Regions from separate parts of the Pan troglodytes genome. Here region 2 is linked to region 1. The links are chromatin contacts, called in public HiChIP or PLAC-seq maps. All regions are on one chromosome and are shown on one strand. The core of a region is the stretch at or near the end of the contact, and the rest is flanking DNA. Distances in the headings are between cores, read along the strand shown. Region 1 holds the start of CAMK2N1 (calcium/calmodulin dependent protein kinase II inhibitor 1). Region 2 has its middle 84 kb from the start of VWA5B1.

The links. HiChIP or PLAC-seq counts read pairs in DNA pulled down with a chosen protein or histone mark.
Region 2: an H3K4me3 HiChIP or PLAC-seq map of stem cell-derived excitatory neurons shows a contact between it and region 1, with 16 times the contacts expected there. The contact joins the enhancer-like site here to the promoter of CAMK2N1 in region 1. A contact is called at or near these places in 5 of 7 Hi-C or Micro-C datasets (blood, induced pluripotent stem cells, a lymphoblastoid cell line and 1 more), 1 of 1 datasets of contacts at active chromatin or transcription factors (stem cell-derived excitatory neurons) and 1 of 1 other capture datasets (stem cell-derived neural stem cells).

What each region holds. Positions count from the first base shown.
Region 1 is chr1:210,712,440-210,717,228 of NHGRI_mPanTro3-v2.0_pri, reverse strand. CAMK2N1 (calcium/calmodulin dependent protein kinase II inhibitor 1) reads right to left here and starts at 1,967. Exons shown (of 2, transcript XM_001160942.7): 1 at 916-1,967. The coding sequence starts at 1,081.
Region 2 is chr1:210,831,612-210,836,400 of NHGRI_mPanTro3-v2.0_pri, reverse strand. No RefSeq gene overlaps it. Among named protein-coding and RNA genes, the nearest start is that of VWA5B1, 84 kb to the left of the region's middle. Within about 2 kb of position 2,915, at least 9 of the 24 cell types and tissues checked have an H3K27ac peak or open chromatin away from gene starts, as enhancers often do. A contact at or near this core is called in stem cell-derived excitatory neurons, where this site is marked.

The DNA of each region.
Region 1 (4,789 bases), core at 718-3,217:
TGCCGCAGAGGTCAGAGCCTCCCTTCGCTGCCTGCTAGGGACACATGCCGTAACCTCCGCCTCTCTTACCGTCTCGACTTAGCCTCGCCTTTCTCAGTCCCTCCACCAGTCCCTCGGCGCGACGGCCGGCCGCCGATCGAGGTCTCTGTCTCTCCCTGTCTAAGGTGTCGGTCGCCCTTATTGTTTCGGCGGCTTCTGCGTCCTCCCCATACGCGCGTCCTCGGCTCTGTCTCTCCCGCTTCAGCTCCCCTCTCGGGAGCTTTGTCTCGGTCTCTGCCACCCTCGGTCTCCCGCGTACCCCCTCCCCTCCATCCCTGCGTCTCAGTCTCTCTCTGCAGCCGTCGGTCCCCCTCATTGTCCCCGCGTCTCTGGAGCTCCTCTCAGAGCCTCTCTGCGTCTCCGCCTCTCTGGGGCTTTTCCAGCTCTCGCGCCGATCGCCCAGGCCTGGCAAACCCCCTCCCAAGCCAAGTAACAATGAAAAGCCCGTGCGACCCGAACACCCTAGCCTTCCCCGCAGGAATGGGATCCTCCCCACGCAGGTCCCCACGCCGTCCCCTGGGGGTCCCTGGGACCCCCTCCCCACAGGGTTGTGGAGCGAGTGCAGCTGTGACTACACTGCGCAAAAGGCGGGGGTGGGGGGCGCAAATCAAAAAGCAAACTTTGCCGCAGGTGGAGACCCCCAGCTGCTGCTAGAAGCCGCCACGCCCCCGGGGTGACCCAGCCGGGGATCCGGCTTAGGGGGACGCGTTCCTGCGACCCGCTTCAGCCGGACCCGCAGTGCGGGATCCCCCAATTCTGCAAGAAGGGATTCCGTCGGGTCTGAACGAGCTCCAGCGGGTGGGAGACCTCCGCAACCCTTGTTCAGGCCGCGGCGCGGGAAAAAGGGGGTGTCAGACAAGGGGGCCGCGAACTCACCCCGCTTGCTCCGGCCGATCTGGCCCAGCTTGGGCGGCCGCTTGTTCTGCCCGGCGCCGAAGAAGTTGTTGGTGTCCTGCAGGCGGCAGGAGAAGATCTGGCCCACGTCGCCGCCGTCGCCGTAGGGGCTCAGCTTCTCGTCGCCGTAGGGCAGCACCTCCGACATGGTCGCGTCCGGGGGCTCCGCCGCGGCGCCTCCTCCGCCCGCGTCCCCGCCCGCGGCGGACAGGGTCAGCGGCGCTGGGGCCGGGGGCGGCCGGCCGGGGACGGCCCGCGGGCTGCTGCGGCGGTGGCGCCGGCGAGAGGCCGGGGGACGCCGCTAGGGCAAGAGCGCAGCACTCGCGCGAGCGGCCCGGAGAGCGCCCGCGGCTGCGCTGCGCTGCGCTCCGGCTCCGCGCGCGAGTGGCTGCTGCTCCGCCAGAGGCGAGCAGGACTCACATCCTCGGCGCGCTGGGGCTCTGGGCGGGGGCCGGGCCGGGCGGGGCCGCGAGCCGGGAGGGAGGAGACGTCCCTGCGAGCCCGGAGGGCGCGGGACCGAGGAGGGCGCACCCCGGGAGCCGGGCGGGCCGGTCCTGCGGCGAGTGCGGGCGGCGGCGCCGGTTCGGGGAGGCAGACTGGGAGCTGCGAGCGGCGGGGCTGCGAGGGGCGGAGGGGGAGGGGAGGGAGAGAGGAGGGAGGGCACCGGGGAGGAAACCCGGAGGGAGGGTGGGGGAGAGAAACCGAGAGGGAGACGGGGCTGAAAAACAGGGACTGAAAGACAGGGAGGCAGGGGAGACGGTGGAAGGAGACAGAGGAGAGGGGGAGAGGAAGGAGAGGAGGAGAAAGAAGAAAAGGTGGGGGGGGGGGACGAGCTAGAACGGAGAGACAGGGGAAAGATGAGAGGAGGAGGGAAAGGATCGGGAGGGAGAGGAAGAGGGTCGGAGAGGGAAGGAAGGGAGAAAGACAGAGGGGGGAGAGGGAGGCAGGGATAGAGGAGGCAGCGAGCTGCGAGGAGAAATGCCGGCCGCGGCGCCGAGGCGAGGCGCGGGGAGGAGGGCGGGAGGAGGCGGGGAGGAGGGGACCCGCGGGCCTCGGGGAGAGATCCCTGCGAGCGGAGCGACGTCACGGGGCCGCGCCGGCCGGCCCGGGCCGCCGCTAGCTTCCTGCCCCCGCCCCCAGCCCCCGCCGTCCCGCTCACGGGTGTTTACGGGGCCCGGAGCTGGTGCGCGCCCGCCCCGCAGCCGGCTCTGCCTCCCGAGGGGACCTCGGGGGGAGTGGGGGTTCCGGGAGCTGGAGAGGGAGCGGACAGACGACGCACACGCGGGGAAGGGCGGAAGCATGCTGACCTCTCTGGGGGGCAGATGCTGCGGGGCAAAGATCGGAGGGCTCCAGGGCGACCCGCGGACACAGCCTCCCCCGCCATCTGCAAACCGGGGAGCCCTTCCTCCCCACCACACTTGCTCCCCAATTCAGACCCTGAGGGCCCAGCCACTGGGGCCTCACACTCTCCTCCCGCCCCGGCTCAGTCCGACCTGGAAGGCCTCACTCCCCCCCGCCCCCGCCCAACTGCGCTGGACTCCGGCTCCCGCAGGGCCTCCAGGAGGGGGAGGGGGAGAGGGAAGGGGCAGCCCCGCCTCCCGCAGGAGAAGGGAGCGCCTCATTACGCCGGGCTCGCCCGGGATGCCTGGCTCCCGGCGTCCGCTGCCTCCGCTGGGGACGTCCCGGGTCTGCCGCCCTCTGCCCTCGGGGGCCTCCCTTCCAGCAACAGCCGTGCGCCCTGTGGAGAGACTATGGCCTCTGAGATGAGGAGCGGGCTCCTCGATGCCGGGAGGGAGACTGGGGCAGCCCCAGAGGCCTGGGAGGCGCATCTGCCAAGCAGATGGTAACTCCGAGGGGGCAAGGTGCATGAGGAGCGCTCATTATCCTCGCCGGAGCCAACAGCACCTGCCCTCCGCTGGAGACCGTCTTTGCTTAGTAGAGCCGGCCTGACCACAGGGAGGGGCAACCACCCCAAGGTCATGCCAGCTGCTGGAGGCAGGGCTAGGAAACACATCCAGGTGGCCCAGGTGAGTCTCACCTGGCTCATCCTGCTGCCCTGCAAGGGGTCCCATCAACAGTGAAAGGAGCTCTCCCCTCCTATCTAGAACTCTGGCGGGTGGGAGCTGGAGGCAGAAGGGGAAGGTTTTTTCCTGGTATAACATCTGGTGGAGGGGGGAGTCAGTCCAGCCCCCTCTCCAAACGGTGTAAAAGGATTGGCTGGCCTCGGGAAGCCAGATTCCATGGGGGGAGGAGGAAGGGAGCAGAGAAAAGGGAGACTGAAGCAATGTGGCAGGTGGAATAAGCATGTCCCTTGGATTTAGGTCTGGGTTTGAATCCCAACCCCGTGGTTTGCTGACTGTGTGACCCTGGGTGGGTCATCTCTCCTCTCTGAGCTTCCATGGTCTCAGCTGTCAAATGGGTATATGGCTAGCCACTACCTGTGTACCCTGCAGGACAGTTATGAAAACAAAAATAAAATCAGGCTCTGATGCCTGGCTGAGAGTGGATGTGCAATAGACATTTGAGAGATGACTTAATGAGTGAGAAAGAACGGTAGCACTTCATTTGTTTCCATTTCAGGACCACATGAGCTGGGAGAATCCTTAGAGATGAGCTGGGCCTATCCCTCATTTCCATATGGGGAAACAGAAGTCCAGAGGACCAGGGGCTAGCCCCAAATCCCACAGCTTGTCGATGGCAGAAGCCTCAGGTCCCCGGACTGACCTTGTTCCTCTCCACAAGCCACCTGGCTCACTCATTAGGACTTTCCCGAGTGCCTGCTTTGAGGTTAGCGCCAAGGCCAAGTGCTAAGAGAGAAAACAAGAGCGTAACAAGCAGGATGATAAAGTTCCAAGAAGCGCTGACATTTGTCTCCTTTCTTATTTTCCCCCAACGCATTTTCACATCTATTGTTGACCTTGCTTCTCAAAATAAATACCTTTTGAGGTAGAAAGAGGAGACGTTGCATCCCTGTTTAACTGATGTAGCAGAAAGAGGGTAAGTGACTTGCCCAAGATCACAGCCTAGTGATAGAGCCAGGAGAAGCCACTGTGGCCAGCCCTGATTCCGTAGAGGACTCCCTGCAATGGTGACAGCATACAGGGCTGGGACCACCCCATTCATCTCACATCCGCCTGGCTCCTTCCTTGCTGCTGAGAGGCACAAAGCAATTTACACGCTGAGCACCTACGACAATTTACACGCTGAGCACTGCACAGAAGGTAAGCAGAAAGACCCAGCGAGGGCTGACGAATCCCTGCACACACAGCAAGTGAGAGCAAGAATAGAAGTCCAATTTCCACCCCATCTGTTTTTATGTTTACCTTGCCTTGTTCCAAATAAGGTTAAAGGTGACAGCATCCCATGTTCCCAACTCAGTACCTACCACCTTCAGGAAACACACGCGCCTCCCAGCACGTGGTGCTTGACAGCTTGAAAAGCATCTCCATGACTATTCGCTCATTAATCGCTAAGCTTCGGAAGTGGAGGGGACTGGGACTGTCAGGCCCATTTCACAGACAAGGTGCCTGAAGGTGGGGTGATGTCCCCCGGGTCACGCAGAAGTTCTGCAAGGGCAATTGCTAATCAGTATGGCTTTCCTCCACCTCCATTCCTCCCACTTGTCTTTATCACAAAGGCCTCACTCAGTCCTCCGTTCCTTCCAGCATTTGGTGGGGGCATCTCTTCATCTTGAAGTCAACACATGTGCTGGGACTCCATTCCTGCCTGTTTACACTCATTCCCCAAAACCAAGAGGCTGGCTCTGAACCAGAGGCCCAGAGCTGTGTTGAAGAGGCCAGACCCAGGTGAAGGAACCTAATAAGGCAGGAATGAAGGCTTCCCTCCCCACCTCCCC
Region 2 (4,789 bases), core at 1,666-4,165, 120 kb before region 1:
GGGGCCATGCACATAACCTAGATACTTAGGATGGTGGAGATGGAGCCCTAGAGCAGCAGGGAACCCTAGATGGAAGGGTAGCAAGATCCAGAAATGGGCTGGAAGAACAGGTGGGGCCCAAAGAAGACAAATCCTGCTGCCCTCCCCAGTTGGTAGTAAAACCCAGATCCCTGGATGCTGCAATAAGATGGGGGGAGGGGCTGTCCACAGCTCCCAATAATCATTCAGCAAAGGCACAGCTCACTACAGGTGCACAGACTATGTGCCCCTAGGCAAGTGCCTTCACCTCTCTGGGCCTCAGTTTCCCTGTCTGTTAAAAGAGGGAGGTGAACTGGATAACTCCTAAGGTTCCCTCCAGCTCTGAGGCTGTACATTAAATATCTTGCTTCCAGACCTGAGAGCATTCAAGGATGACAGGGTGAAGGAGACTGCCTCCATCCCGCCCTTGCTTGCTGTGAGGTTGTGTCTGCTTTCCTGGAGGCACGGACTCTTCTTCAGGCCAAAAAGCCCAGCTTTCAGGTGGCACAGTCCAGCATGGGTGCACCTGGTCCAGGGCTGGAGAAACGGGCTCAAGGAACCCAAACAGCCACCTTGAGCCTCCAGTAACCACCAACCAGGCAGAACACTCGGATTCAGTGTCAGAAGGCCCCACAGCCACCAGGACAACATCCCTCCAGGCTTAGGGACAGGAAGAAATTACAACCACCATCAATCAGAGGTTTGGCCTCGGGTAGCGAAACATGCATGAGCTTCTGGGCTGACCTCCCTGGCCAGCCAGCATCTGCCTCTCACTAGCTGGGCAAGTGACTTTACCTCTCAGTGCCTTCGTTTGCCCATCCGGAAAATCCCCATACTACCTCACTTACGTTCACGCAAAGAAATGTGCTTGGCCCAGTGTGGCTCAGCAGAGGGTCCCAGGAGGTCCCTGCACAGCTGGCTTTGAATCCGCCTTTATTGTGTGGGATGGGAGGGGCAGGGCACAGTTCCCTGGATTTTATTAAGCTGTGATTCCCAGCCCAGAGAACTTTCAGGGTGACACCAGCAAGGCCTAGGAGTTGGCAGACAGTACCCACAGTACCAGTAATAAAATTAAACGAATCAGTGTTCTCAAGTTAGCCGCTCTCCTAATCACAACGGCTGCCTAGAGTGGGGCAGTGCTAATGCACGGGGCATGGGTGGTCCCGGCAACAGGGGTGAGGGGTGAGGGCCTCCACCAGGCAGGAGGCAGAAGCCAGCGTGGCAGGATCCCGCTCCCTTCTGGGTCTTTCCAGCCTCCAGCTGGCTTCTGGCTTTGCTGGGCTATATTTTATGTCCCTCTTCATCTGCTTCTCTGTCCCAATAGGTCGCCCACCCCTGGCTTTGTCCCATCTCTCCACGCTCCTCCAGGGTCTCTCAGTCTGTTTTCCCCCTCCCCTCACCCCTCCTTCCTCCAACGAGCACCCTCCCCAACCCCTGCGCGCGCGCTCCTCCAAACCCCGCAAAGCCGCAGCTGTCCTTAACCCACAATCCTGCCAATTAAACCGCTCCCTCCGGCTCTGGCTGCGGCTGCTGACGTCGGAAGATCCAGGCGAGGCGAGGCCGCCGCCTACGCGGGTGGGGTTGGGAGAGGCGACGGCCCCCTCCTCGGGCCCCGCGGCCGTCGGTCAGGCAGCCGGCGGCAACACGAGCCCGCACTAGACCCAAGCGCCGCCCGTCGGTCCCCACTCCCGACGGGCCTCGCATTCCTGGTCCCCCACCTTCTGCCAAGACCCTGCCCACGCTTTCCGCACCAGCCTTAGGTCCCGAGGTCCCCAACTTTGGCGAAGATGCCGCCTGGGCTCCCCGCATCTTCCCTTGGTCCCAAGGTCCCCAACTTGGCGCCAAGACCCCGCCTGGGCTCCCAGCACCGCCCCTCGCGCTCGGGGTCTCCCGCCCCACGCCAAGTCAGCAAATGCACCCCAGGTTCTGCCTCTCGCGCTGCAGCTCCGCGACCCCCACTCCGAGTTCCCCGCGTCCCAGCATCCCAAGTGCGCTCCGAGCACCCTCCGCGCCCCGACCGCGCACGCCCCGCGGTCGCCGCGCCGCGACCCCGCTGGGTCCCCCGCCCTCCCGGCAGCCTCCGCGCGCTCGGTCCTCGGTTTCCCCGCTCCGAGCGTCGCTGGCTCTGTCTCCATGAAGGCGTCGCAGTGGGAACCGGGAGGGGGCACATTAAGAGCAATTAGCCTGCGCACACTTGGCAGCGATACCTTAATAAATAATAGTCTGAAAGTCATGTAAATAAATATTAGAGCGCATTACGCGGGCAGGAGGCGCGGCACGGGGCCCGCGAGCTGGTGGCGAGACACCGCCGCCTCTCGGGATTGGCACGTGCAGGCGGGGGCCCGAGATCCCCGCGCCCCGGCGGCCTGCGACCCGCTGCCAGGGGCCGGGCAGGCAGGGGTGGAGGGAGAGGCCCGGGGAAGGAGCCCCAGGGAGACAGAGAAAGCCACAGAAAGGAATAGGGAGAGGGGAGGGGGAAGAGAGAGAGAGATGGAGGGTGTGAGGATGGAGGGTGTGAGGATGCAGCAGGGAAGTGGAAGAGGCGGAATTTGGTCCCCTAAGGCTCTGGGAGATTCCTCCCTGCTCCTGGCCAGGCTTCTTTTCCTTGGCCGGGCTCTCCTCCTCTGCCTCTCTGACTGCCCCTTCCCAGTCTCCTTTGCTGGTCTCCCTACATCTCCCCAATCCCACCGCTGGAGGCGCAGGGCTCAGACCTTGAATCTCCTGGCTCCTAGCCTCATTCATTCACTCGATGAGCACAGCCCGCCTAGGTGCTTCCCAGTCATCCGCCTGTCAGGGGCTCCCACCTGCAGACCTCCAGCCAGATCCGTCTCCTCTGACCCACAGGCTGACAGCTCCCTTGGACGTTGGACCTCAACTGGCCGGACACTGAACGCCTGCCCTCCCCTCTAGAACCTGTTTCACCCATGCTGTGCCCCAGTTCAGGAAACAGCTCTAGCTTTCCACTTGTGGAGGCCAAAAACCTTCGTGCCATTCTTGACACCTCTCTCTGACACCTCATATGTAGCCCCTCAGAGAGTCCTGCCATGTCCACCTCGAACATGTTTCCAGATTCCTCCCACTGCCACCTGCTCCGCGCTGCCGCTTAGCCCAAGCCTCCCCCCTCTCTCACTGGGACTGCAGCCACAGCTCCTCCTCCCTGGGCTCCTGCCCCCCTTAACCCTCACCATCACTGTGGACAGAGTGGAGGCTATAAAAGTACAAGTCACCGGAGTGGCTGGGACTATAGGCACGTGCCACCACGCCCGGCTAATTTTCTGTGTTTTTAGTAGAGACAAGGTTTCACCATGTTAGCCAGGATGATCTCGATCTCCTGACCTCGTGATCTGACTGCCTCAGCCTCTCAAAGTCCTGGGATAACAGGCGTGAGCCACCGTGTCCGGCCAAGGCAGGAGAATCGCTTGAACCCAGAAGGCGGAGGTTGCAGTGAGCCGAGATCCCACCACTGCACTCCAGCCTGGGAGACAGAGCACGACTCTAATTCAAAAAAAAAAAAAAAAAAAAAAAAGGAAAGAAAGAAAGAGAGAGAGAGAAAGAGAAAGAAAGAGAGAGAGAGAAAAGAAAGAAAGAAGGAAGGAAGGAAGGAAAGAAAGTGTTCACCTCTCTGCTCAAAACTTTGCTTCAGAGGAAAAGCCAAAGTTTTTAAACTGCCCCACCAGGCTCTACCATTTGCCCTCCACCCCGTCCTGGCAGCTCCGACCTCCTCACCCACCCCTCTCCCCCTCGCTTCTCTGATCCAGCCACCAGGACACCCTCCCTGCTCCTCAAATGCACCAGACCTGCTCCCACCTTCGGGTTTTGGCCCCGGCTGGCCCCTCTTCCTGGAACATTCCCCAGATGTCATCTAGTTTAGCCCATCTCCTTCCAAGTCTTTGTTCAAATGTCCCATTCTCCCTTTGGCCATCCTATTAAAACTGAATTTCTCCTCCCGCCCAAGAAAACCTCCTCCTTGACATTCCGCTTTCTATTCCTTCATAGAACTCAACCCTTTCTAATACCCTACATCACTTACTGATTTTGTTCATTCTCTCTCTCTCCCAAATAGACAGTAAGCTCCATGAAAGCACGGATTTTTGCAATTTTTTCCCTTCACTGTTGTATCCCCCATACTAGAAATAGTGCCAGGAACATAAAAGAGATTCAGTAAATATTTGAAAGAAGAAAGAGGGTGGATAGGAGGCTGGAGGGAAGGAAGGGGGAAAGGAGGAAAGAGAGCCCGGAAGGAGGGAATGGTTTGGGCAAAGGCAGGGCAGCCTGGGCAAGCATCACGGGAAAGGGAGTACTTGGAAGGACCCTGCCTGCTTGGAGCTTGGGGTGGCCCCAGGGCTGGCATTTGTGAGTGACTCCTTCACCAGTTGGTGCCCAGGCTGAAGGGGCACCAGGTTGGGGATCTCAGATGCAGCAGCCCTACCCCAGCCAACACCCCCACCCCCAAACCCATGGCAGGGAGCACCAGCTCCACCTTAGGCCCCAGCTGGGTGTTGGACGCCAGTGCTGAGGGCGGCCCTGCATGGGTAGGCCCCTGGTAACAGCCACAATAATTACTGGTTGTATGCGATTAGGGGATAATTATGCTTAATAAGTCCAAAAGTAATTACCACGCAGGCTGCTTGCTGCTTTGGAAAACAGGGGCCCCCAGTGAGCGGGAGCCAGATAATTGAGAAGGGGGAGAGTGGGCATTATGGGCATCGGGGTGCTGGGCCATTTCTCTGGCAGATGCCCGAGTCCTCCCTGCCTCACCCCCACCAGGGGC